Regions from separate parts of the Mus musculus genome. Here all the other regions are linked to region 3. The links are chromatin contacts, called in public Hi-C and promoter capture Hi-C maps. All regions are on one chromosome and are shown on one strand. The core of a region is the stretch at or near the end of the contact, and the rest is flanking DNA. Distances in the headings are between cores, read along the strand shown.

The links. Promoter capture Hi-C pulls out the DNA fragments that hold promoters and counts their contacts. Hi-C and Micro-C count contacts between places; a contact is called where the count stands out from the background.
Region 1: a promoter capture Hi-C map of frontonasal cranial neural crest shows a contact between it and region 3. The contact joins the promoter of Shkbp1 here to the promoter of Tomm40 in region 3. A contact is called at or near these places in 5 of 39 promoter capture datasets (cranial neural crest, frontonasal cranial neural crest, maxillary cranial neural crest and 2 more).
Region 2: a Hi-C map of B cells shows a contact between it and region 3, with 5 read pairs. The contact joins the promoter of Coq8b here to the promoter of Tomm40 in region 3. A contact is called at or near these places in 2 of 39 promoter capture datasets (cranial neural crest and frontonasal cranial neural crest) and 1 of 484 Hi-C or Micro-C datasets (B cells).
Region 4: a promoter capture Hi-C map of cranial neural crest shows a contact between it and region 3. The contact joins the promoter of B9d2 here to the promoter of Tomm40 in region 3. A contact is called at or near these places in 2 of 39 promoter capture datasets (cranial neural crest and second pharyngeal arch cranial neural crest) and 1 of 484 Hi-C or Micro-C datasets (CD4 T cells).
Region 5: a contact with region 3 is called in a promoter capture Hi-C map of second pharyngeal arch cranial neural crest. The contact joins the promoter of Rab4b here to the promoter of Tomm40 in region 3. A contact is called at or near these places in 5 of 39 promoter capture datasets (cranial neural crest, frontonasal cranial neural crest, hippocampal neurons and 2 more) and 1 of 484 Hi-C or Micro-C datasets (B cells).

Annotation. Positions count from the first base shown.
Region 1 is chr7:27,354,240-27,359,278 of GRCm38.p6, reverse strand. It overlaps Shkbp1 (Sh3kbp1 binding protein 1), which reads left to right and starts at 3,271. Exons shown (of 18, transcript NM_138676.2): 1 at 3,271-3,408; 2 at 3,653-3,706; 3 at 3,833-3,878; 4 at 3,992-4,065; 5 at 4,495-4,553; 6 at 4,827-4,907. The coding sequence starts at 3,323. Sptbn4 (spectrin beta, non-erythrocytic 4) reads left to right here. Exons shown (of 36, transcript NM_032610.2): 36 at 1,829-2,896. The coding sequence ends at 1,987.
Region 2 is chr7:27,229,956-27,235,672 of GRCm38.p6, reverse strand. Coq8b (coenzyme Q8B) reads right to left here and starts at 2,660. Exons shown (of 15, transcript NM_133770.2): 1 at 2,500-2,660; 2 at 2,101-2,208; 3 at 1,852-1,971; 4 at 1,666-1,732. The coding sequence starts at 2,205.
Region 3 is chr7:19,713,751-19,718,656 of GRCm38.p6, reverse strand. Tomm40 (translocase of outer mitochondrial membrane 40) reads left to right here and starts at 3,228. Exons shown (of 10, transcript NM_016871.2): 1 at 3,228-3,299; 2 at 3,398-3,676; 3 at 4,297-4,364; 4 at 4,896-4,906. The coding sequence starts at 3,403. It overlaps Nectin2 (nectin cell adhesion molecule 2), which reads left to right. Exons shown (of 9, transcript NM_008990.3): 9 at 870-2,013. The coding sequence ends at 1,142. It overlaps Gm38955 (a long non-coding RNA gene), which reads right to left and starts at 3,193. Exons shown (of 2, transcript XR_881874.2): 1 at 2,668-3,193.
Region 4 is chr7:25,676,594-25,682,133 of GRCm38.p6, reverse strand. B9d2 (B9 protein domain 2) reads right to left here and starts at 1,354. Exons shown (of 4, transcript NM_001362154.1): 1 at 1,156-1,354; 2 at 660-751. The coding sequence starts at 747. It also overlaps a transcript of Tmem91 not described here.
Region 5 is chr7:27,177,213-27,182,775 of GRCm38.p6, reverse strand. Rab4b (RAB4B, member RAS oncogene family) reads left to right here and starts at 3,893. Exons shown (of 8, transcript NM_029391.2): 1 at 3,893-4,049. The coding sequence starts at 4,034. It overlaps Mia (melanoma inhibitory activity), which reads left to right and starts at 1,627. Exons shown (of 4, transcript NM_019394.3): 1 at 1,627-1,854; 2 at 1,943-2,076; 3 at 2,497-2,607; 4 at 2,942-3,035. The coding sequence starts at 1,731. The coding sequence ends at 2,965.

The DNA of each region.
Region 1 (5,039 bases), core at 2,022-4,521, 7.6 Mb before region 3:
AGCAAAATTAACACAAAACAGAACAAAATGAGTGATCAGGGCTGAGTGTCCCAGAGGACAGAATTGCAATGGTTTAAGAGAGCCAATTGCAGGAGGACAGCCGAAGTGAGGTAAATGGTTCCAAAAAGGTCCCCTGCAGCTGGACTTCTCAATATTAGGGGAAGATTTTATCCTGAGTGTGCTGGGGGTGGGTAGGGGGCAAGTCAGAGTTTTGAGCTAAAGGGATTGAATGTAATGTATAACAAATATTCCCTTACTGGAGCTGGAAAAATGGTTCAGTGTTGAAGACGGTTGTTGTTAAAGCCTGATATGAACCGGGCGTGGTGGCGCACACCTTTAATCCCAGCACTTGGGAGGCAGAGGCAGGCGGATTTCTGAGTTCGAGGCCAGCCTGGTCTACAGAGTGAGTTCCAGGACAGCCAGGGCTACACAGAGAAACCCTGTCTTGAAAAAAAAAAGTCTACTATAATTTGGATTCCAGCATCCATATTAAAAAGAAAGAAAGAAAGACAGACAGACAGGCATGGCTGCCCATGGACTTACATAATTCCTTAATTATGGAGGGGGGGTAAAGAAATACAGGAGGTTCTTGCTGGTTCACTGAGAGACCCTGTCTGGAGGGAATCAGGCTAGGGGATAGATACAAGACACTTGGATCCTCCTCTGGCCTCCACACGTGTGCACGGTACAAACCCCAGCATGTACAGTCTCATACACCACACAAAGAAAAGAGTTGTTGGGTTCATTGTTTTGTTTTTGCTTTTTGTTGTTATTTTTGAGGCAGGGCTTCTCTGTGTAGTCCTGGCTGTCTTGGAGCTTTCTGTAGACCAGACTAGTGTCAAACTCAGAAATCCACCTACCTCTGCCTCCCATGTGCTGGGATTAAAAGCATGCACCACCATACCCAGCTCCTTTGAAAAAATTTTTTAAAAAGATTTATTTTTATTGTATGTGTCTGTTTACCTTCATGCTTACATGTGTACTGCACAGCTGCCTGGTTGCTCCACCAAAGCCAGAGGATGTACCCCTGAACCAGACTCACAAGTACTTGTGAGCCTCCACATGGGTGCCTGGTCCCTCGGAAGGGCAGCCAGTGGCCAGTGCTCTTAATCATGTATCCAACTTTCCAGTTCCCAAATTATGTTTTTATTTTTATTTTTTTGAGACAGGATCTCTCTTTGAAGTCTTGGCTATCCTGGAAAACTCTATGTAGACCAGGCAGGCTGGCCTCAGACTCAGAGAGAGCCTCCTGCCTCTTTCTCCTAAGTGCTGGGATTAAAGGGGTGCTCCACCACCCTGCCCCAGTACATTTTATTTGTGTGTGTGTGTGTGTGTGTGTTGATGGATATGCGTATTGTCACCCATGTGCTGTGCCTTGGGTGCAGAGGACAGCCTTCCTGAGTCAGCACTCTCCTTCCTCCTGAGGGAGGAAGCACTCACTGTTCATTAGGCTCCAGCATACCTTTGTTTACCCGGTCCTCTTGCGGTTCCAAAATGACTTATCTCAAGGCTTTTGTAAAGAGGAAGTAAGTTGGACCAATGAGCAAGAGGCCTGGTGTCAGGTCTCTGCAAGCTCCCCCCCCCCCCCAGTACTTCATTTGCATTGTTTCTCTCTGCTTGTGGAGGTGGTCTCTGCTTTATAGATAATCCTATTGGTTCTGTTTAAGGGGGTGCATCCACAGAAGTGCTTAGAGAGGAGTCTGGGGCATGTAACTGTTCTTTTATCCTTACTGTCAGCATTATCCTGCTAACAGGAAAGTGAAGCTAGGGAGGGCGGTGTGGTTGAGTTCCTCTTCCAAATATGGACTTGTCCTGCGTCTTCCGTCAGGAGGAGATGAACGGCTGGCTGGAGGCTGTGGCTAACTCCGTGGCAGAACACGCCGAGATCGCCCGATGGGGTCAGACACTACCTACCACATCATCCACAGATGAGGGCAACCCCAAGCGTGAGGGCGGGGAGCGTAGGGCCAGCGGGCGCCGGAAGTGATTCCAGGTACCCTTTCCCCCACCTTGGAGTCTGACAAGTCTCCTTGCCCCTCCTCTCTGCACTGTGGACACAAAGACAACTTCTCATCCGCAAGGGCCGGAATGACTGCGGATGTGCCACTGTGGGCCTGAAATAGAAGGGACTTCTGCACTCCAAGAGGTGGTGGTAGGGGATTGCTGTCCCTATAGCCATATCTCGGTCCCTTCCCGCTCGCCAACCCCACCCCAGGTGCTGGGGCTCCATTCTTTTTATGCAATAACTGAGCTTGGTGGGGCCGGGCAGGGAGCCAGTTGAGCCAAGCTCCCTGCCCAATCGTCAGATCCTGCCCCAAGAAGCTGGAGTGGCGAGGGATCTAGGAGGTGGTGATTTGTTGGCCTCCTCTCCGCCCTAAGGATGGACAACGGGGGCGCTGGTGAGGTCCCCTGGACCATCCAGGGTGCTAGGGGGTGGGGAGGGGACACACTCCCTCCCTGCCTTTACCTCACTTCCAATGCTGCCTTGATCTGTCTGGGAAGAGGGAGGACAGGGGCCCTTAGCCCCTGTACTCCGCCATCTCAGAGCCATGCGGTTAATTCCTGACTTAGTTTATTTTTGCAAAAACGTAGACCCCCCCTCCTTCCCCCCGCCCCGCATCCGCGAAGGCTTTTAATAGGAGGGGAGTCAAAGTTCAAAACTGTCTTCCTCTCTCCTCCCCGATTCTAGCTGTAAATGCCACTTCCCGAGGGGGAGGGGGTGGGAAAGCCCTCCCCCTGCATGCTTCTGGCTGGAGCACCTCCCTGGGACGGAGGGAATCAGGGTTACAGGCAACCCCCGTGGCTGCTTGGAGACGCTGCCAAGGCAGGGGGTGCGGGGCGGTGTGGCAGGCGCACACTGTATGTACCTATAATAAACCCTTTGGCTTTGACAGTCTTCGCTGGTTTGTTCGTGTATCCGAGACAGGATTGGAGGGTGGGCCGGTGTGGGGACGAGGTCGAGAAGGCAGTCTCCTAGACTCTACAAATACCTAAGCCTTGGTATAGGCTCATTTCAAGATCTGCGCACGTACTCCTCAACGAATCGCCTACATTCGTTATGTATTATACCAAAATAAGGGAACCTAGAAAAGGGGGGGGGGAGTTACTAAATCACTCCAAAGGATCCCCAAGTGCGCCCCGTCGAAACCAGGAAAGACCGGCCCTCTTTAAAGAGTCAGAGACCGTAATTGCGTTGAGCGAGCTCTCTGTCCAATCGCCGGTGGATCCTGGAGTCTCTAGGCCAATGAGCAAGAGGAAGAGGCGGGGTCTATGCACACCCGGAAGTGGGTGCGAGCCGGCCGGCTTGCGGGGGGGTGGGGCTATGGCCGTCGCGACGACTGCAGTGGAGGGGGTCCCGAGTCGGGGAGCACCCGGGGAAGTGATTCATCTGAACGTAGGGGGCAAGCGGTGAGTGTGGGAGATCCTCGAGGCCCCATCCTACGGGACCGAGGCGGGATGCCCGCCTCTTCTGGGGGTGGGGGTGGTAGTCCCTGTCCATCAAGAATTGCTCCGCCTCAAGCTGGAGGCTTGGCGCTTGAATAAAAAAGAAAGAAAGAAAGAAAGAAATGCCAAAGGAGAATGCATGAATCTCAGTGGAGGAGGCAGCGTCCTCACCTCTTCTTCTCTTTCCTCTCCTTACCCCATCGCCCAGGTTCAGTACCTCTCGCCAGACGCTTACCTGGATCCCAGACTCCTTCTTTTCCAGGTGATTAGGAGAGTCTGGGGCGAGGGTAGGAGGGAATGAAAGAAGAGGGTGTGGGGAGACCCATTTCTACAATACTCACCTCTGCAACTCGGCCCATGTCTCCTCCTCGGTTTCCCCTTCCTGTAGTCTTTTGAGCGGACGCATCTCAACCCTGAAAGATGAGACCGGAGCTGTGAGTAGGGCTAGATCAAAAAACGGGACTCCGGGTGGGATGGGGGACAGGAGCTCCTACTTATTCCAGGTCTTTTCCATGACCCCCACCTCCATCCCCACCCCACCATGCAGATCTTCATCGACCGGGACCCCACCGTCTTTGCCCCCATCCTTAATTTCCTGCGGACCAAAGAGTTAGATCCCAGGTTGGTATGGGTAAATGGGTGAATTCTGCCACTGTATAAAATCTCTCCTCGAAAAGTAAATGTGTTCCATTCTATTAGAATTATTGATCATGTTATATTCCTTCCATTAAAATATGCCCACACATTTGCACCATTCTTCATCCTTGTTATCTAGATTTTAAAGAAAGTATGTATTTGTTTGTTGGCTTGAGATAAGGCCTTGCTCTGTAGCCCTGGCTGTCTAGAACTCCATCCAGATCAGGCCAGTCTTTATCTCCCATGTCTTGGATTGGCAGGTGTACCCCACCCTCAACCTCCCTAGAATTTTACGCCGGTTGAAACTAGCCAGGCTTCGGTAGTCTCTGGGCAGTTTCAATACCTTTCTCCTTGCAATGTGCTGTTCATGCCTATGCCCTAGATTTTTACACCCAAATCTCCCCTATTACCCAGGGGTGTCCATGGTTCCAGCCTCCTCCATGAAGCCCAATTCTACGGACTCACTCCACTGGGTAAGTGAGAGTCCCGTGCCGTGCCCCACCCCCACCCCAACCCCGCCCCCAGTCAGCACCCTCAGTTATTTCCTGAGCAGAATGCCTCTCCTCTTTGACTCTCCCAGTCAAAAAGACTGTTGGGTTAGAGCTAAGAGCACCGGATTTGGGTCTGGCTCTGAAGGGGTCGGGGTTGCGGGGGAGGGGATAGTTACGTGGAAAGACAGATGAGGAAGGGGACAAGGGTCTGCTTTAGTTTCCCTCAAGATGAAGTTTTGAGTCCTTCCCTTGCAGTTCGTCGCCTGCAGGTGAGGGAAGAGTTGGATCGATCTTCCTGCGGAAATGTCCTCTTCAATGGTTATCTACCTCCTCCAGGTGAGCACTCCCAATTGATGCTAGGGAGAGGGAGATTGGCTTAAAGACTACATTTCCCATAAAGCTTCAACCCTTAGGTGTTTGGAGCCCTGAGGTGCACTGGGAGTTGTAGTTCTTTATCAGATGCTTGGA
Region 2 (5,717 bases), core at 1,411-3,910, 7.5 Mb before region 3:
CACTTGCATATGAACTCATTTTGGTTTTGTTTTTTGGTTTTTTTTCCCTTTATAAGCTGACAGAAAAAAAAATCTGTTGCCATAGTTCAGATATTATGATAGGGCAGTTTACTTAACTTCTCTGAGCCTCAGTTTCCCTTTCTGCAAGATGTGAGCTTTCCTGTCAAACAGGTTTCACAGGGGGGGGGGGGTGAGAACGAAACGCATTAACACTGTTGGTTCAGGAGTGGCCACACCAACCACCAACTGTATGAACACTGATCCAAACACTTGGAAGGAGGAGTCGGGATTGGGGCTTTGAGGCCAGGCCAGGTTACAGGAGATATCATCACAAAAAGCATGTTTGTGCTGGGGAGTGTTAGGAGTGTGCAGTGGTGCAGGCCTTTAATCCCAGCACTCGGGAGACAGAGGCAGGCAGATCTCTGAGTTCCAGGCCGGCCTAGCTGCAGACCAGCTAGGGCTGCATGGTAAGACTCTGCTTCAAAAACAAACAAATCATATGTGTATAAACACGTATGAGCCGGGCATGGTGCGCGCATGCCTTTGATCCCAGCACTCCGGGAGGCAGAGGGAGGCGGATTTCTGAGTTCAAGGCCAGCCTGGTCTACAAAGTGAGTTCCACGACAGCCAAGACTATACAGAGAAACCCTGTCTCGAAAAAAAAAAATTATTTATTTTTTATTTGTATTTTATTTATTTTTAATCCCAGCACAAAGTGAGTTCCAGGACAGCCAGGACTATACTGAGAAACCCTGTCTAGAAAAACAAAACAAAACAAACAAGCAAAAACACGTATGTATCCATATTCAACATTTATATTTTGGGGAGTGGGGGTGGGTGTTCGAGACACGGTTTCTCCGTGTAGCCCTGGCTGTCCTGGAACTCACTTTGTAGACCAGGCTGGCCTCGAACTCAGAAATCTGCCTGCCTCTGCCTCCCAAGTGCTGGGATTAAAGGCGTGTGCCACCACTGCCCATTATATTTTCTTATATGCTATTTTCTTTCTTTCCTCTCTCTCTTTTTCCTTCTTCCCTAGACAAGGTCTGTGATGCCAGGCTGGTCTTGAATTTGTGAGTGCAAGCAGTCCTACAGTAGTAACCGAGCAGGCAGCTGAGCCTCCAGCCATGCACTCCCAGGCTTGGCTTTTCAATCTCTCGGTGTTAGCTTCTCAAGAACAGGGATTACAATGGCCCTTTCCCTCTTTCTCTCTCCCTTCTTTACCTTTCTCTCCTTTAAACAGGGTCTCATGTAGTACAGGCGGCCTCAAACTCTCTATGTTGCCAGGAATGACCTTGAACCCTTGATCATCCTGTTCCCTCCTACCTACATCCCAACTGCTGAAATTCCAGGTGGGTGTCCTGGCCACCTCCTTTCCTTTTTGGAGGGTTGGTTGCAACACATTACTTTTTGTTTCATACATGTCTGAACAATCTTGCTGCGGAACCTAAAGTCCTGCCACCTCACCTCTCAGCCCCCACTCCTCCATCAATAGAAGAAATAAACACAGGCCTAGCCTACAAGACCTTGCTCACATCAGGTTCTCAATAAACAGTAAGGTCTACGTTCTGTTTTTCCTTGTCTCTCTCTCCCTCCTAACCCTGTCTTTGATTCACCCTTTCCCTTGCTTCACCTGTAAATGTTCTCTCTGATCGAGGTCACACCTACCCCCAAAGCTGGCCAAGCGACTGATGCGGGAGGCAGGCACCTTGCGTTCACGAGAGCGATCACTCAGCTGAGAAAGAGGAGAGGTGTGAGGTAGGGAAGGTGGACAAGATGGCAGAAAAGCCCTGCAGACTTGCTGCCACTTTCCTCAGACTATCATGGGGGAGGGGGAAGAGGAAGCAATGATACCTGGGGCCGGGGTGCCTTCCTGAGCCGGGCCTCCCGTGCCCTGCGAATGTCATCTTCACTGAGGCCTCTTCCAGGCTGGTCTTGATGAACACTTTGGGCCAAGCAACTCCTACATGGCCCCTGCAGAGAAGTGGATTTTAAAAGAATGAAGGTCTAATCCTTTTTAGACCCATCTACATCATTTTACCTACTCCCCACCCCCCTTCCCTCAACCTCTTTTCCTTGGAGGCCCCCTCCTCAGCCTCTTACCCACCAGTGGGGCCTAGGTCCTAGGGCCCCCCCACAGGGCAGACGAACAGCCCTGCCCAGCGGTCCACAGGTCCTGCGCAGCATGGCACCTAGCTCCAGCCACATTGCCTAAGAAATAATAAGGATTACAGTACTGGGCCTCCTGCTTTGCGCTCTTGTTGGAAAAGCCCCCCTAACCCCCATATCTTTTCCCCTTTTATTTCCAGGTTTCTTCTAGTTACCCCCCCCCCCCCAGCCCGCCCACGTTGCTAAGAACTCAAGTTTTCCATAAGCGCCTCCCCAATCCCCACAAAACTCCTCGCTGTTGCTAAGGTTCTCTCCCGTTGCTAGACGTCCACAGAGCCGCCAGGACAACTCTCTACTTCTCAGCGCCCCTTTCGTTGCTAGGCATCGCCTTACCCTGGGCTGTTAAGCATTCACAATTCCTGTGCTGCCCCCTGCCTAGACACCCCGTTACGACCCCGTTACGGGGCACCTCCCCCGTTGCTAAGCACCCAGTCCACCAGGTTTAGGCTCCAGGTCTAGCACCCGCTGGGCCTCTTAAGCTTCCGGGAACGTCCGCACACCCGCCCCCTTTGATCAGCTAGCCAATGGTAGCACAGCAGCTCGCCGACGTTTGCAAAAACTCACCCCGCTGAGGAGGCGTGGCAAGGGGTGGAACCTAGGCTAAGGCTCTGTGGGTCTTCTGTGTTAGTCGGTGCGCACGTGAGCTCATTGTACTGACCAATGGTCCTTCTTGACAGAATTCTTCTACCCTCCTTTGTCCCTCTCTGTCCCTCTTTGTCTCTGTCTCTCTGTCTCTCTCTCTGTCTCTCTCTTCTTGCGTCCACTTCCCACCTGCTGAAATTGCAGGTCTGAACCATTATATCCACTTACATTTCCGCCTGCCAAGCTCAAAATCTATCCTATGTATTTGGACATCCTCCCCCAACCCCTGCCACCACGGATGCACGAATCCAGGGCCTTGTGCATTCCAGGGACGATTCTTGACCACTGAGCCACAACCCTAGAAATCTTTTTTTTTTTAAGATTTATTTATTTATTATATGTAAGTACAGTGTAGCTGTCTTCAGACACCCCAGAAAAGGGCATCAGATCCCATTACAGATGGTTGCGAGCCACCATGTGGATGCTGGGAATTGAACTCAGGACCTCTGGAAGAGCAGTCAGTGCTCTTACCCGCTGAGCCATCTCGCCAGCCCCAACCCCAGAAATCTTTAAACACATATTCTTCCAAGCAAACATTTCCCTTGCACATGGAGCCTCTCCACTTTGTACCAACACCCACGTCCTGGCACCCAGCCTCCTTCCTGGCACATATAAATCCACTGCCTTGCTTAGGAACTCTTCTCTGCCTTCACCATGACTCCCCTTGGCGGCATACTGTGCCGGTGTTCCCTCCTGCAGTCTACTCTCCACTCTGCCTACTTAGGAGATGGCCCTCAGTGGGAACCCTGCTTCCTTAAGGCCTGACATTTCCCAGAACACACTCAGTCAAGATTCCCAGCGCTGAGTCAGGAGCCTTGGCATGAGAGAAAATTGACTCACTCCTCTTGCTGTCTGGAATAGAAACAGCTGGTGGCTGGGACATCTTTCCCACAATTGAAGAGATGTGTTCCTCACGGCACCCTACTGTCGCTGTCTAGCCCCACCCCCTTTGTTGGGAAAGTCTGTCCCTTTACTGTGTGACCTCAGAAGAGCCCTCCTCCTTCTCTGGACCTCATGTTCTCTAACTTGTATGATGTCTGAGGTGGGTTCCCGTATCTGACTTCTTATTAGCCTATGAAGAGATGACTCATCCTGAAACCTTGGGCCTGTGCCCAATGTCCCTCCAATGGGTGACTCAATTTCAAGATTGAAAGCACCTCCAGTCCTCTTCCAAAGGTGAGGGTCTGACTCAGGAGCTGCAGGCTGCTTGCCATAAGGGACAGGCTGAAAAATCACCTCAGTGGATAATCCCACAGGGCCACTGCTCACAGTGGCCTCGCACCACAAACTCCATGTATCTGAGTTCATTGCAGATGACATAAACAAGGGCAAGGAAAGGGTAGAACTTGAACTCAAAGCTCTCCCTGGTACACTGGGATCATGAAGGCAGCCATGGTGGTGCATGTCTATAATCCCTGCATTTGGAAGAAAGAGGCGGGGAAAGCAAGAATTTAAGGCTATCCTTGGTTTTGAGGCTAGACTGGGCTACTTGAGACCCTACCTCAAAATAAATAAGAGGAAAGCATGGAGCTGCAGGTATATGTCAGTGATACAGCATGTGTGAGCCTCGGCATTAGAAAACAAGAGGTATCAGGTGGTGATGGCACAGGCCTTTAATCCCAGCACTCAGGAGACAGAGGCAGGAGGATCTCTGTGAGTTCCAGGACAGCCAAGAATACAGGGAAAGTCTATCACACACACACACACACACACACACACACACACACACACACACACACACACACACACAAACCCCCAAGGTGCTGGAGTTGGGGCTCAGCAGTTAAGAATGCTTGCTTTTCTTCCAAAGGATCCGAGTTCAGTTCCTAGTGTCCAGGTAGCTTCAATTACCTGTAAGCTCAACTCCAGATCTGATGCCCCCTGCTGGTCGCCAAAGGCACCTGAATGCACCTGCACAGGCACACATGTACACATAAGTAATTAAAGAACCAACCAACCTTGAGGTAATGATCTAGTGTCAGAGCCTAGAACATAAGTCCTCTAGACATGAAATCATCTTCATTTATTTATTTAAAAATCTAAGACCCTGCCAGGCATGGTGGCGCACGCCTTTAATCCCAGCACTCGGGAGGCAGAGGCAGGCGGATTTCTGAGTTTGAGGCCAGCCTGGTCTACAAAGTGAGCTCCAGGACAGCCAGGGCTATACAGAGAAACCCTGTCTCGAAAAAACAAAAAAACAAAAACAAACAAACAAACAAAAATCCAAGACCCTGGGCTAGAGAGATGGCTCAGAGGTTAAGCACACTGACTGCTCTTCCAGAGACCATCCCCAATGAGATCTGATGCCCTCTTCTGGTGTGTCTGAAGTCAGCTACACTGTACTTATGTATAATAATAAATAATTTTTTTAAACCCAAGACCTTGTGCCCATGTAAAACCCAGGCTCTTGTTTTTTGAGATTGGCTCTTATCATGTAGGCCAGGTTGGTGTTGGGCTAGTGAAACATAAGAATGTCTTGTGTCTGCCTCCTGTGTAATATGATTATATGAGTGTGCCATCACCCATGGTTTAGACATGAGATTTCTTCATTGTTTTAAACATTGAAATTCTTTTCTTTAAGATTTATTTATTATGTGTGTACATTATAGCTGTCTTCAGACACACACCAGAAGAGGGCATCCGGTTTCATCACAGATGGTTGTGAGCCACCATGTGGTTGCTGGGAATTGAACTCAGGACCCCTGGAAGAGCAGTCAGTGCTCTTAACCACTGAGTCATCTCTCCAGCCCTGGAATTCTTTCCTAAAAAGGTCTTACCTATGTACTTTATTATTCGAGGCAGGGTTTCTATATGTAGCTCTGGCTGACCTGGAACTAGCATAAATTCACAGAGATCTGTCTGCCTCTGTCCTGAGTACTGGGGATTAAAGGTGTGTGCCACCCTGCCAG
Region 3 (4,906 bases), core at 1,979-4,478:
CAGATACCCTCCTCTGGCTTCTGCACAAATATTAGTACACACACGCATACATTTCCAAATATCTAGAAAAACAAAACCAAAGCCAAGCCTGGTATGGGGTACACACCTGTAATCTCAGTATTTGGGAACTGAGGCAGGATTGCTATGTTTGGATCCAACCTATGCTACCTAATGAGACCTTGTGTAAAAGAAAACAAAAAAGTCAGTCAGATCGTAACAGTGCATGCTTCTCATCCCAACACAGAGATGGAGGCAGGAGGGTCAGGAGTTCAAGGTCATCCTTGGCTACAGAGAACACCTTGAGTTACATAAGACCTCTTCTCCAAACACACAAAAAGATTTATGTTAGGCTGGGGTTATAAGGCAGTTGGTTCCGGTTGCTTGCCCAACATGCACAAAGCCCTGGATTCAGTGCTCAGCATTTTGTAACTACAGCAGCCCAGACCTGATTCTAACACTCAGGTGGTTGAGGCAGAAAACTCGGAGACTGAGACGGGCAGATCTGGCCCACCAGAACAGCCAGAGCTACATAAAAAGAAAAGAAAAGAAAAGAGAGAGGAGAGAGACAGAGAGAGAGAGAGAGAGAGAGAGAGAGAGAGAGAGAGAGAGAGAGACAGACAGACAGAGAACCCAGAGGTCAAATTTTCTTGGGTAAGGATTGGGTTTCAGAGATCAAAGAGGAAGACTGAGACAGGGTAAGGAGGTCCGTGCTGGGCTTGGGTTAGAAGTGACTGTACAGAGAAGTTTGGTCGAGGGAGAAAGGATGGCAGTGGTGTAGTTGGATCTGATTGGCAGGGGGCAGATCTAGGATGCCATCCTGAGACTGAGGTGACTTTGACATCTTGCTTTTGCTCCCTCCCCACTTCTAGGAGATGCCTCGGTATCACGAGCTGCCCACTCTGGAAGAGCGGTCAGGGCCCCTGCTGTTGGGGGCTACAGGCCTGGGACCTTCTCTTCTGGTGCCTCCAGGACCCAATGTTGTGGAGGGGGTTTCCCTGAGTCTCGAAGATGAGGAGGAAGATGATGAGGAGGAAGACTTCCTGGATAAAATCAACCCTATTTATGATGCCCTGTCCTACCCCAGCCCCTCTGACTCCTACCAGAGCAAAGACTTTTTTGTGTCACGGGCCATGTATGTGTGAGGGAGGCACAGGGGCTCTGACGTCTCACCTTTCACCCTTGACCCATGAGCTTTCCACCAGTAATCTAGGACACTCTGACTTCCAGGCAGACCAGGGACAACTATCACCCATTGCAATCCACCTGTGACTTCTTAGTGACTCCACCATGACGTCCAATCTATGATGTCTGAGGCAGGCAAACCTGCACAACTGGAAACCTGGAGATTTTTATCTCCCTTGGCAGGGAGCTCACCATATCCTTCTGCACCACCTGTGACCCCCCCCCCCCCCCCAAGGACTCCTAAGACTACGACCCTTTGACCATGCCACTCAGTATCTCAAGAACCCTTAAAGTCCCAAAGGAATCGGACCTTGCACTTGTCCTCAGGCAATAGAGTCCAACAGATATGCAAGAACGGGATCAGGGGCTCCCTGTTGCTCAGACCTGAGCCCTCCAGGCAGCAGAAGCTCACCTGATCCCTCCCCACCCTGCTCCCCAAAGGTGAAAAGGAGAGGATTCCCCAATGTAAGGTAGGACCTCCCCATCTCCACCTACTCCTGCAGGCAGGAATCTCAGGTTTCTCACACCCTCTCCTCAGCACCCAGGTTCCTGTCTCCAGAGCATGAATTCCAGGTCCAATGCTAGAGGGGAGAACCTAATGCAAGTGTGCCTTGCCACCCCAAGTTTGGGAGACTCTGCTCTTATCCTGAGGACTACTGAATTCTTTTAACCCCTACCCAGTGAGATGAGAACTACATATCCCTCTTTAGGGGATGGTGTGTGTATGTGTGTGTGATGGAGAATCTGGGCATCTGGGTTGGGAATTTTATTTTGTAAGCATTTCCTACATAATATGAGTTTCTACTTTGATAAAGTCTTGTGTTTTCTGTGAGATGTGAAGTGAGTGGGGTACAATGAGGCCTGAAGCTTGAAAGGCATCCGTGATCTGTAAGTCAACAGAGAATGGACTCCCCTCCCTCCCCAAAAAGTCAAAAAAAAATGCCCCAGAAATTAATGAGTCATAAGCAAAACCGCATCAACCAAAAGAAAAAACGGTAGGCATGCAAGAAGTGTCTAAGATCATGAGGCAAATACTATTTTCAATGAAGCCCCCAAGGCGTGATGGGTAATGGAGCTAAACGAATGAGCCAGAAGCAAAGTAAGAAACGAGGGCTGTAGGCGTAGTGGGTAGTCGCCAGAAGGTAAAAGATTCCAAGATAGTTCATTAGAGAAAGGCCGGAAGGATGGGAAACGTGAACAGGCAGACACGAGCTAAACCGAGCCAAGGGATTGAAGCTCAATGAATGGGGGAATGAATGCTGGGTAATGGGAAAGGAATGAATGGGCCAAAGATAGAAGCTACAGTGACGCAAGGAGCAGACGGCATGATGGGTAAAAAAATAAAAGGGGGTGGGGGGGTCAAGGCAGCTGCGGCGTTAAGGGAGAAAGCGGCATTGTGGGTAGGCAGAGGCCGGCAGGTTATCCCAGAACTGGTTTGAAACCTTCCCGAGGCACTGTGGGAAGGGGCAGCACTTCCGGCTTTACCGTCGGGGACCCTGCCTCTCCACCGCGGTGCCTGTCGGGACGCGAGACCTGACCTTGCTGCCTAGCAGCGTCTGCAGCGCAACGCACCTCTACTGATGTCCCCTGACCCTGGCGCATTGGCCAATGAGAGACCTAGCACGCACGTCACCATGGCCGGCCCATTAGACATACTGTAGCCAATTAGAATGTGAGTTGAGCCAAGGTCCACCAATAGTCAAGGCATTTTCTGGGGCGGGTCTCCGCGCCTCCAAAAGGAGGGCGGGGCAATGAGCAGGTAGGCGTGTCAATGCGTGTGCTATCGACAAATAGCGAACTAGCTCCAGCCCCGCGGCGTCGCGAACCAATGAACTTGGGATACACGAGCCAATAGGAAGGTAGAGGAAGCTGCACTGACTGATTTCGACTAGGAACCAATAGGAGTAGGGCTTCAACAGAAGGGTGGAACTTCCTGCTAATTCTCCAATAGAATGTCTTTCTTCTAGGGCGGTGGGCGGATCTCGGAGGACACCGAACCAATAGAATCCATGGGGCGGGAAAACAGCGGTGGCGGCGGCGGCAGCGGGTTCGGTTGCGCTTAGCGCACGGGGTAGGAGCGGAGCCCAGGCCGGGAAGAGGAGCCGCCGCGGCCGCCAGTGAGAGCCGAGTCCGCTTTGGGTGGGAAGGGCCTGGGGTTGCATCCGGGGGTGTGCGTGTCGCCCCGATCCCTGCCCTCTGACCTTTCCCCTCGCAGATACCATGGGGAACGTGTTGGCTGCCAGCTCTCCGCCCGCAGGGCCACCGCCGCCTCCTACGCCGTCCCTCGTGGGGCTCCCGCCGCCGCCTCCTTCGCCGCCAGGCTTCACTCTGCCGCCGCTCGGCGGCGGCCTGGGCACTGGGTCAAGCACTGGCCGTGGTTCGGAACGGACTCCCGGGGCTGCGGCCAGCGGCGCTGCGGCGGCCTCGGAAGATGGGAGCTGCGGATGCCTGCCCAACCCGGGGACGTTCGAGGAGTGCCACCGGAAGTGCAAGGGTGAGGGGCGCCAGGCCCGAGTAGCCCCAGGGAAAGGGAAGGGACCCCCCGGAGGATTGGCGCACATCGTTGCAATCATTAAACAGAACGTTGGAAGCTGATGATGGATTGGAAGGGTGGGACCTTGAACTTGGGGCTCGAAACTGCGATCAGATGATGAACTCGTTGGGGAAGAATGCCACAGCAGGAGGGAGAAGTCTTAGGGTACTGAGAGCCAGGGGACCAACCCCACCAAGATTCAGGAGTGTGATCAGGAAGGGAATTATAGTCCAAGGTCACGGTGTCAAGAGGTTTTCCCCAATGTTCCTGTGAGGGGTTCGACCCAAGGATCCTAGCCTAGGATCTTTTGACAATTTGATCATAAGAGGGAGGACATTCTTACTCTCGATAGTTAAGTGTGTTAACTTACTAAATACTGAGGACAGTTCTGTGTGGTGAGAACTGTAAGCATGAGAAGTTAGGCAGGAGAGTGAATTTCCTAAGTTGAGGTGACTGCACTGGGTTTAAAATGTGCAAAGGGCCAAGGTTCCTCTAGTGGTGGAATTAGTGAGATAAGAGTTTGTGAAGAGAGCTTGGGATGGGAGAAGAATCTGGGGTATGACAGCATCTCTCTTCTGCAGAGCTGTTTCCAGTTCAGATGGAAGGTGTCAAACTTACAGTCAACAAAGGGTTGAGCAACCGTTTCCAGGTGAGCCTTTCTGGTGCCTTGACCCTCCAGAGGTCACAACAGCGATACTCCTCCATGCATACAGATCCCCTCACTCTTAAAGGCTTGGGGTTTTTGGTAGGTAGCAAGATTCAGATAGCACTCCAATGGCACCACTGGCCAGGGCAGAGGTGGGAAGATCGTACTCCCAAGACCAGACCAGCATGCATCAAAAGACCCTATATCAAAACATAAAAGACAAACTAACAGGAAGACTCAAGAATTCCAGGGTGACTACTTGGGGCCTGGGGGAGTTAGGGTTTAGGAATCCATAATTCTTACCCTACAAAGTCAAGTAGGAGTGGAAACGGTGAGTGTGGCGCCCACCCCAGCACCACTTTCTCACTAGAAACCTTTAATCTCGTCAGGTCAGGCCTGGTGTTTTGTTGGATCCCTGGGCATTGATGCTGCTAGTCGTGGCCTGACACCCGGTGTTCACTCCCCATCTCCACATCTCTAGTTTGCATCCCCCAGCTATCGCCAAGACCCCCACCACCTACTCTTTTCTCCCAGGTGACCCACAC
Region 4 (5,540 bases), core at 105-2,604, 6.0 Mb before region 3:
TCCTCACTGTTGCCACGAAGGCCCATGTGTGACCTGGATCCTGTCACTCATCTGCCACTGCCGCTCCCCACCCTCAAGCCTCACTGGTCCCATCCTGTTCCCTTGCCTCAAGGCCTTGGCAGCGGCTGTTCCTTTTGCCCTGAAACGTCTGCTACTGGGTGCCCATTTCCGGCTGTTTTCCTCCTGCCCCCCAATTCAAGTGCCACTTGCACAGAAAGGCTTTCTCTGATCTCAGACCTCCACATCCCAAATCAGCCCCCAGCACATCACTTTCTTTTTTTCCCTAGAACTTACAATAATCTTGTATATATTTTGTGCTCTTTTCTTTGAGACAGGGCCCCAAACTTGTAATAGAAGGCTTCCTAGGTGCTGGAATTACAGATATGCATAAGCACACCTAGTTTGTCTACTGGCCTGAGGACAGGAAGTGTGTGTGTGTGTGTGTGTGTGTGTGTGTGTGTGTGCGCGCGTGTTTTCTATGTCACAGCCCCATATGCTTAGGGGCTATGTTTTCCGATGGTGAGATAACATGAAAGACAAGGATAAAGAGAAGCAAACAGTATGAGTTCATTGGAGAATCGAGGAAGGAACATGGAGACTTAGGCTAGGGGAGGGAGCTGGGTATTGTTTGGGAGATGAACAAGGTGTGAGGAGGATACCTGTGTGGATGCCCCACTTGCAAAAGAGGCTGCTTTCCGAGAAACCGGTGGCCCCTATGATCTGCCCGATCACGTGCACTTCAGCCATGGCTCTAGGAAAGGAAAAATTCAATCACAACCCTGTGAGGTAACTGTATTATTTCCATCTGACAGCTGGGAAAACTGAAGCCTATCACATAAAGAACAGCACTGTGATTCTAAGCTAGTTCCACCAACCCACTGACAATGTGGCCTTCATCACAGATACAAGCCACGTCCCCAGAAAAGCCCAAGAAAAATGGGGAAGTCTCCCAGAGGTGTGGGAACCTGCACCAATAAATAAACCAAGGCTCAGACGCTTAGAAAGCCCCGCCCCAGGGTTGTGGCCCCGCCCACATGTGCAAGGCCCCGCCCCTTCGCGGCAGATCAGCCAAGCTTCAAAAGGCGCATGCGTCTCGTCTCGGGTGTAGGGCCGCTTTACCCTTGCCCGTAGGCGTAGCGCATGCGTCATTCCTACCTCCGCGTACTTGACCGTTAGAAGTGAAAGCTGCCTCGGGGATGGTAGTTCACGGGCTTCTTTGCGGGCGCCGTCGAGACTAGTCTCGCTCCCCTCCCGGGCCCTTCCAGGCGGAGGGAGATCTGAGGTAGATAGATCCGCAGCCTCGCTCTCCTGGGGTGCCCCGACTGTTGCTGGGGCAACAGCAGGTTCCTCCCCTGAGCCCGCCCTGCGTGCTGATGATTGGTGCTATAGCTGCCCTCTGGGGGGCGGGGCGTAGTCGTGATGGACGCGGTCATTCGGGACTTTTTTGCGAGAATTGCATAGGTCTTGCTCCTGCGACGCCTTACGCCCCAGAGTGGGAGGCCTGGCGGGTTATCTCTATCAGCAGTTGAGGAAGTTAGAACGCCAACTGTTTCCTCTCCATATCTTCTTCACGCAATAAGCAAATCTATTGATGCTCTTTGCTTCCTCAAAACAAAACACCTTTCCTGTTCAGGATCACAGCCAGAATGGAGCCAGCCGACACTAAACGGGCACCTAAAGGGACTCCCATAGTAGTCATCTCTATGTTGTAGCTGGAGGGGAAAAAAGGACCTCCATATTCTGACACTAGAGAAATTGGGAAGTGGGTTTCTCTTCAGTTTTCAGAGCTTCCTCAGATTTCTCAAGGACTGAGAAGTCCAAGTTCTTTCTCAGAGTCACTGCAAAGTTCATTCTAGCAGCTGGTTTTGAACAAACAGGTTGGAGTAAAGATAAATGAGGAAGACGGGGCTGGAGAGATGGTGCAACAAGAGCGCTTGCCTCACTTCCAGAGAACTGGAGTTCGGTTCCCAGCATTCTGTAACTCCAGCTCCAACTCTGCCCTCTTCTGGCGTCCCAGAGGACACTTCCCACCCTCAACCCCTGCCCCGCGCACAGGTGGCATACACAAATAATAAAAATAAATCCTACAAAAGGAAGGAAGAAGCCCCTTTGGCAGGAAGTCAGGGAAGAAAGCCTCTCTCCTTTATATATATATATTTTTTTCCCAAGTCGGAAACAAATTTTAAAAATTTTATGATGAGTATTGTGGCTCATGAGAGACTGAGGCAGGAGGAATGCTGCAAATTTAAAGCCAGCCTGGGCTATTAAGTGAGTTCCAGGCCAATCCCCCTTAAACAAACAAACTAAAACTAAAACAAGAACTTAAGTCGTGTGTGTGTGTGTGTGTGTGTGTGTGGTGTGTTCAGGTGTATGGGTGGTTGTTTGTATGGTGCATATGTAGAGGCCAGAAGATAGCTCGTCTGTGTGGTGTGTGTGTGTGTGTGTGTGTGTGTGTGTGTGTGTGTGTGGTGTGTTCAGGTGTATGGGTGGTTGTTTGTATGGTGCATATGTAGAGGCCAGAAGCTAGCTCACCAACCTCCAAGGTTGTCCCTAGAAGCTATCCACTTTTTTTTCCTTCCAATTTTCAGGATATGTGTTACCAACACTAACACCACTGTTTTTGTGTGCTTGCTTTTTAAACATCTGTTGTTTGCACTGGTGTTTTTCACGTATATCTGAGCACCAGGTGCATGCAGTGCCTGCCAAGGCTACAGGAGAGTATCTGGCGTTCTGGAGAGTGCATTGCAGGCAGTAGTGACCACCCAGGACACACGGTAAGAATGGAACTTGAGACCTATGCGAGAGCACACTATGCTCTTGCCAACTGAGCCATTTCTCCAGGCCATACAGTATTTGTTGTATTGACTTATTTAATTCAGTAATTCTGTCATGCAGGCTCATCCACATTGTAAGTGTGTGTCCGAATTTCCCTCCTTTGGAGTGTCACAGTGCATTCAGTGTAACTAGAGCCCACACTTTATTCAGGTATTCACTGGAAATGGGAGTCTAGAACCACGTGGTTGCCATGGTGTTCTCCATGGCAGCTGGAATAGGGCTTCACACCTTGCTTTCTTCTGCCACTGACTCATTTTAGGAACAGAAGGATCTGAACCACCTTCTTCAAGAACATCACTTTGTAAGTATTAGGTACAGAAAAGTGCACACACAGTAAGCGAACGTCTCGGTGGATTTCATAAACCGAATATACCTGATGCCCAAAGAAAACAAGGCACAGGTTATGGATAGGCTGTGTACCTGCTCACTCCTCATGGAAACATTCCAGGGAGGACAAAGAACCCCTAGGAATCAGGAAGTACGCTGGAGAGGGAGCTTGGTTGTTAAGATGTTTGCTTCTCTTCCAGAGGACCTGAGGTCACTTTGCAGCATCCATGTCCTGTGGCTTACAACTAACTATAACTCCAGACCCAGAAGAGCTAGCACAAAACTATCTCTGTGGCATACACTCAGACACACACACACACACACACACACACACACACACACACACACACAATAAAACTAAAAAACAGGTTTTTGGTTTTGGTTTGGAGACAGTTTCTTTATGAAGCCGTGGCTGTCCCGAAACTCACTACGTAGACCAGACTGGCCCCAAATTCAAAGATCTGCCTGCCTCTGCCTCCAGAGTGCTGGGATTAAGAGCATGTACCACCACCCCTACCTAAAAAAATCTTTAAATCAAGAAGTAAAGAAAATACATGTTGTGGTCTCTTTCTCTCAAGCATTAGAATACTTGCTCCCCAGGTGGTAGCTGTTTGGGAAGGATTAAGAAGTATGGCCTTGCTGAAGGAAGGATGTCACTGGGGGCTTTAGCGTTTCACAGGGGCATGCCATTTTGAGTTAATGTTCTCTGTTTCCTGCCTGTGGTTGAACATGTGGATTCTCAGCGGCTGCTCCAGGCACCTGCTGCTAGCCCTTCACTGTGCCATCAGAGGAGCCCTCGGGAATTAAAAGCCCAATAAAACTCTTTCTTTTATCACTTACTTATCTTGGTCACAGTGTTTTATCACAGCAATAGAAAGGTAACTCATACAGCACGTAAGGCTTAAAAAGTAAAAGAGACTTACAAGGCTCAGGTCAGGAAAGTCCTAAAAAATTATAGGATTCACAAAGTCCTCCAAAGTTATGAAAGGTGTAAACAACTGCTAGGAAGAGGAGAGCCTGCAGCTCAGCTGTTTTAGGTCCAGAGACGCAGTTTCAGTGAGCCACCCACACTGAGATTTTATTCATTGTTATTGAAAGTGGCTTATTTTGGGTTTTTGTCTTCCTATTTTCTTTTCTTTTTCTTCTGGTGCTAGGGATTGAACCCTGGACCTTGGACATCCTGGGCCAGGGCTCCATTATTTAGGGACAGCTATATCCCCAGCTCTGTTTGACTTTTTGTCTCCCAGGCTGGCCTCCAACTTGCTATATAGCAGAGGACGATCTTGACCTGATCCTCCTGCCTCCACCTCCTGAAGGCTGTTGGACTTACAAGTATGCACACCATACCTGTTTTGGTGCAATGCTTGGAATTGAACCCAGTTTCTGCTAGGTAAGCACTCATAATTGTTTTTTTTTGTTTGTTTGTTTTTTTTTTTTTTTTTTTTTTTTTTTTTGGTTTTTTCGAGACAGGGTTTCTCTGTATAGTTCTGGCTGTCCTGGAACTCACTCTGTAGACCAGGCTGGCCTTGAACTCAGAAATCCGCCTGCCTCTGCCTCCCTAGTGCTGGGATTAAAGGCGCGCGCCACCACGCCCGGCTCATAATTGTTATGATTGGATCTGAATGATATATCAGGAAAAGCATAGGTGTGATACTGTATTTTTGGGCATCATGTTATGGGACATAGACTACAGAGTGAGGGGCTGGGGGTGTGGCTCAGTGGTAGAGCCTCTGCCTAGAATTCCCCAGTGAGGTGTTGAGGAAGTGACTAACGTGCAGATGCAGTTGCCTATTAGCATGCAGGAAGTCCTGGATTCTCATTCTCTAGCCACGCACCCCCCTTGACATTCTAGGCCTGTCACAAAATAAAAAAATAAGACTCCAGGCCTGCTGGGAGAGGTGGGCTGGGGAGACTCCACAAGGCTAACTATGGAGGCCATAGTTCAAACTTGACAGGAATTCACTAGGAGGGTAAGGATGATGGGTGTTACTGAGCTCAGTGGTCTGATGGAAAAATGAGGCTAGTTAGGAGTTCATACCCTCATCCGTGAGTCCGAAAGGAGGGCCTTCTTTGTGCCATGCACTTTTTTTTCAGGCCCGAGGCACATCCCTGAACAAAAGAGACTAAATCCCAGCCCCAGTGGAGCTGGTGTTGATGGGAGCAGGCAGGAGCGGCATGCAAACGGAAGCGGGTAGCAGTTTTTTAACGTGGCGTAAAAGACAAATAGAGCAAGAGGAAGGAGCTAGTAAATACCTTCTGGTGAAAACCATCCTGGCCCTTGCCCCTGGCGTTATCCCTCCCGTGGGTCTCTGTGCCAGACACTCAGACTGAGCCAAGCATGCTCCCAGACGCCATCTGCTCTCTCCGGGAGTGGGGCC
Region 5 (5,563 bases), core at 2,644-5,143, 7.5 Mb before region 3:
TAGAGGTCTTGCTTATAGTTGAAGAGAATCAGTTCGTGGTGATTATGACAGCATGGCAGCAGGCAGGCATGATGCCAAAGCAATAGCTGAGAGCTTAAACCTGGCAAGATGAGGCAGTGAAAAGGAGAGGAAATGTGTGGGGGTGTGGTGGGGGGTCTGGCTTGGACTTTTTTTTTCATTAAAAAATTTTTTATTAGATATTTTCTTTATTTACATTTTAAATATTATCCCCTTTCCTAGTTTCCCCTCTGAAAATCCCCTCTCCCCTCCCCCATGGCTTGAGCTTTTGAAACTTAAAAGCTCACACCCAGTGACAGAACTCTACCAACAAGGTCATCTGCCAACCTTCCTAAACAGTTCCACCTACTGGGAACCAAACATTCACATATACTAGCCTATTGGGACCACCTTATTCAAACTATAACCATTAAGCTATAGTTTCAGCCTCAGTCTGTTGATTGCATCCTTGTGAGGTCACTAAACATGCTCTTTGGGCCTCTGTTCCTTGCACGTCTGTTCATGGACTGCTCCTTCTAAGAGGCATGTCAGGTCAGATAACAGTGATACTAAGAAACCCTGAAATAAATCTTTTTTTCCCCTTCCTGGTTCAGTTACCATAGACATACATTCTTTAGCTCAATTTCTTTGTGAACTGGGCTTGTCAGGGCTACTCCTGAGGCAATTCAGACCATCCCTGATATATACATATATGATTTTTACACATGCATATATATGTATGTGTATATATACATACATACATATATATAGTATATACACATATATATTTTGTGTGGGTGTACATACACACACATGCATATGATTTGCTGGTGCATGCCTTACCCACGTTTGGAAAGGCAGAGGCAGGTTGATCTCTTAAGAGTTTGAGGCCAGTCTGGTCTTTATAGGGAGTTCCAGGCCAGCCAGGGCTGTGCAGTAGTAGATCGGTGTCTCAAGAAAAAAGAGTGGGCTGGAAAGATGGCTCAGCGGTTAAGAGCAGAGCACGAGTGGGTCTTCCAGATGACCCAGGTTTGATTCCTAGCACCTAGCTCTGTAGCTCCAGTTCCAGAAGACTCAAGACCCTCTTCTGGCCTTTAAAAATACCAGGCACACATGCAGTACTCAGACATACATGCAGCAGTTGTTTGCTTTCATTGCTTTCTTTATAGATGAGTGGGTTGAAGCTCATAAGCTAGAATAGCTTAGCTTCTAGTGAGGAAGTAGCCTGTGAATGTGCACAGTGAGCCAGGTGGGACAGTGCCTAGCCTGAGGCCAGACGTTGAGTGTTTGCTCAGTACCTGGGAACCCTGGCTGTGGCTGCTAATCAAAGAACTGCCTTGTTCTCAGACCTCAGCACAGGAAATTCCAGGGTGGTTTTCTATACTGGCTCCTCTAGCTTGGTCTCTGGAGGGTCCAGGTACCTAAAACGACTTGAAGGTGGAATCAGATAGTCCAGCCTGCCTATCTGCGTCTCTAGTTATCCAGGGGGTGATCGCTACTTGGAATTGCCTGAATTGCTTTGGGCTCGAGTAGGCATTTTCTTTGGCCCATAGCCCTTACCCTCTCTCTAAAATGGTACTGGCTGGAGAACAACCTTGGGGAGTGGGTGAGGGTGAAATTTGGTTTGGGGCGGAGACAGGATCGAGAACACAGGTTTCCTTGATATTCAGCCTGGAAGGAGGGCAGGAGGAGCCCAGAGACCTCGTTCTTCACTTGGTCATTCTCAGTCCATGATGGTGTGGTCCCCAGTGCTCCTTGGCATCGTCGTCTTGTCTGTTTTTTCAGGGCCTAGCAGGGCTGATCGAGCTATGCCCAAGCTGGCTGACTGGAAGCTGTGTGCGGACGAGGAATGCAGCCGTAAGAGTCAGGGAACAAGGGAAGGGGGCTGAAGGCTTGGACTGCTAGTCTGTTTTGCAGTTGCTGTCATTTCCTTCTCCCTCCCCAGATCCTATCTCCATGGCTGTGGCCCTCCAGGACTACGTGGCCCCTGATTGCCGCTTCTTGACTATATATAGGGGCCAAGTGGTGTATGTCTTCTCCAAGTTGAAGGGCCGTGGGCGCCTTTTCTGGGGAGGCAGTGTGAGTCTTCAGAGAGTGATAATGGGAAGGGTGTGGGGTTTGTTTGGGTTTGTAAAGCCTTGTTTTCCATATGAAGGGAAGATTTGGGGGGAGGGGAAAACGAGATTTGGGGGAAGGAAGGACATTTTATTACTTATTGCATTTTTTTTTTTTTTCTTTAGAAATTACAGAGAAGCTTAGCGCCAAAGCTCTTTTTCATACCCGGGATACAACAGTGAACAAAGGGGTAGAGGCAGGCAACCAGCAAGCCATCAAAAGTGGCAGCAAACATGACATTGTGAGGATTAGTTGTAGTGGCAACATTCTATCCATGAGCAAATGGCATTTAAGCTGAGATTCAAGTAAGAGGGAAGATTGTACACAGGCGTTCAGCAAGCATAAGTGCCGTTTCCCCAGATGGACTTTTAACTTCTTCTCCAGGTTCAGGGAGGTTACTATGGAGACCTGGCAGCCCGCCTGGGCTATTTCCCCAGTAGCATTGTCCGGGAGGACCTGACTCTGAAACCTGGCAAAATTGATATGAAGACCGATGTGAGTGTCTTGGGGGTGGAGGTGGGAGTAGGATGATAGTTCCTTTATTTGCTTACCTGTTTATGAGAAGTAATTATTTTTGTTGTTGGTATGTACCCAAGCTGGCCTCAAAATCACTAGCCTCCAGTTTCAGCCTCCTGAGGGCTGCTGAGTTTACAGGCCCTGCCCAGTGCTGAGTGATCTCTAATTGGGAAATGGCAGAGGGTGCAGTACTGGAAGCTAATGTGTTCATTTCTGGGTGATCAAACCTAGTCCTTGCAGCTATAACTTTGTTAGAACCACTAGGCGCATTGCAATGTCATCACTGGTTGGTTTTCTATCTACTCTTTTTCAGCAATGGGATTTCTACTGCCAGTGAGCTCAGCCTACCGCTATCCCTGCAGTTACCCTTCCGGCTCTATGCAAATACAGCAGCCAATGGCAAACTATTTGTCTCTTTGGTTTTTGGGGTTGGGTGGGTATGTGCAAAGAATGTTTCACGGGTTTCTGAATATAGCCAATTAATGCCCTGAATGTTGTAACGTCAGTGGCTACTAGGCAGAATTTCACTTTGCAAGCCCTTTGCTCCAAGGTAAGGTTTGGGACCCCCAAGCAAGGGGGTAAACAGTACAATATATGTACGCTTTCCTCTCTTTTAAAGGGAGTTGAATCATTGGTATGAGCCAATAGATCCCGAGAAGCGCATAGAACGTACAGTTTTTTTGTTTTGTCTTTGTTTTGAGGGTTTCTCTATGTAGGCCCTGACTGTTCTGAAACTCACTATGTAGACCAGGTTGGCCTTGAACTCAGCGATACATCTGCCTCTGCTTCCTGAGTACTGGGGTTGAAAGCATGCGCGACCCCAGAGCCCGACCAACAGAGGTTTTTCTTGTAGATAGGGATAAATGTGCGCGTGTCCTCAGCTTTCCTCTTTCCGGTCTATGGGGTTAGAAATTACACTCAGCAGCCTGAGATCCATTCTTCCAACTCTGTCCATCCTGCCCTTGCTCCTTCTTGGCATTCTTGTCCCCGCCCCGTGCCTACGTATAACCAATACGGAGTCTAGTCTCTGCTCCCCGATATTTGACCAAATCCGTTCCACCGCTAGGGCAGCATCTCTGCCTCCGCCCTCTCCCACTTGCTCCACCAATCGCTCTTCTATGTCACGCCCCTTTTGACTCGGCCCCTCTCATGCCACCAATCCGCGCCGCTTATCCCGCCCACTGCCTCCTGAATCCACCAATCACTGCGTTGGGCGAGCGTGGCCTGGTATCCGCAGCTCCGGAGGCTCGCGCGGGAGGGGGGGGGGCGGTGAAGGCGGAAGTGGCGGCGCCGGGTCCAGAAGTGGAAAGGAGCTGAGGCTGCAGCCCGAGTGGAGCGGCTGCCAGCCGAGGAACAGGCGCGGCTGCGGCGCCATATTGCGGCCCTCAGCGGTCGCCACTGAGCCATGGCCGAGACCTACGGTGAGGCTGATGGGCCGAAGCAGGGGGGGCTGGGCCCGTAGTGGATGTGGATGTGGAAGTGGGGCGGGGCTTTCTGGTCAGGTGGGCGGGGTCTGCCCGGATACGGGGCAGGGCTAAGTGGGTCTGGGGCTGAGCTAATCGATTTGGGTGGAGCTTGAAGAGGCCGCTGTACGGGTTAAAAAGATCTAGGGCGGGATTTAAGGGACCTAGTCTTGGTAGATTAGGGTAGGGGGTAGGCCTTGAAGAGGGAAGCAAGCCTTCCTGGGCGGAGCATGAGTGGATAGGGCGGGGCTGACGGTGACCAGCAAGGGTCAGGTTTTATGGACTACAGAGAGAGCCTCACAGATGCTGTGCACCCTGCACACTCTGTGGGCTGATCTGGTTTGAGAGGGCTGGAGTGATGTTCTTGAGTTATAGATTTGAAACTTAGCGTCAAGAAATGCGGCATAAGTTTAAGGATAGAGGCCAGGGGTTCTGGACAGAGGATGGGGAGACAAGGTTCAGAGTTAGGCAATCAGTATGGATGTACAGTGTCAGGTGGGTAGAGGTAGGTTGGAAGGCAGTAGAAATCTCTGACGACAATCAGAGACAGCTCCATTCATTGAACACTCATAGAAAAGCCACAGAATCTGGTGCACACTTACCAGAGGAGGTAACCAGTTTAGGACATAGGCCCAACGTCAGAGGCCTTGACAGAGTGAATGAGTGAGAGGGGGTAGGAGGTGAAGTGAAGAGGAATGGAGGTCAGATTTAATTCTTGTTGAAATGGCTTTTGAAATGCATCAGGTAAGGTCTTGCATTGTGGAGACCTTTAGTTTGGGTTTGTAGCTTAGCTGTGCCTAGCTGTGTAGTCTTGCTTTCGTCAGTTAACCTCTCTGGCCTCATTTTCCTAGTCTGGAAAGTAGAAGTCCTTAGTATACTTCCTTCTTTCCTTTTTAAATATTTATTTAATGTATATGAGTACATTGTAGCCGTATTCAGAGCCACCAGAAGAGGGCATTGGATCCCATTATAGATGGTTGTAAGCCACCATGAGGTTGCTGGGAATTGAATTCAGGACCTCTGGAAGAGCAGTCATTGCTCTCAACTGCTGAGCCATCTCTTGAGCTGTATAATTTTATCTTTAGAGCTTTATTTATGATTAAATGAGTCTTTAGGACTGTGATGGGCATGTATATGGTAAACACTATATAAAAATAATTTTGTGTGCTATAACCCTCTCATTTGGGAAACCGAGGCAGGAAGACTGCTTCAAGTTAGAGGTCAGCCTGGACTACAGAGTAATACTCTTTTTCTTTTCTTTCTTTCTTTCTTTCTTTTTTTTTTTAAGACAGGGTTTCTCTGTGCAGTCCTGGCTGTCTTGGAATTCACTCTGTAGACCAGGCTGACCTCGAACTCAGAAATCCACCTGCCTCTGCCTCCCAAGTGCTGGGATTAAAGGCGTGCGCCACCACTGCCTGGCCAAAGTAATACTCTTAAAATAAGAAAAAGAGAAAGAAAGAAAAGTGCAGTGT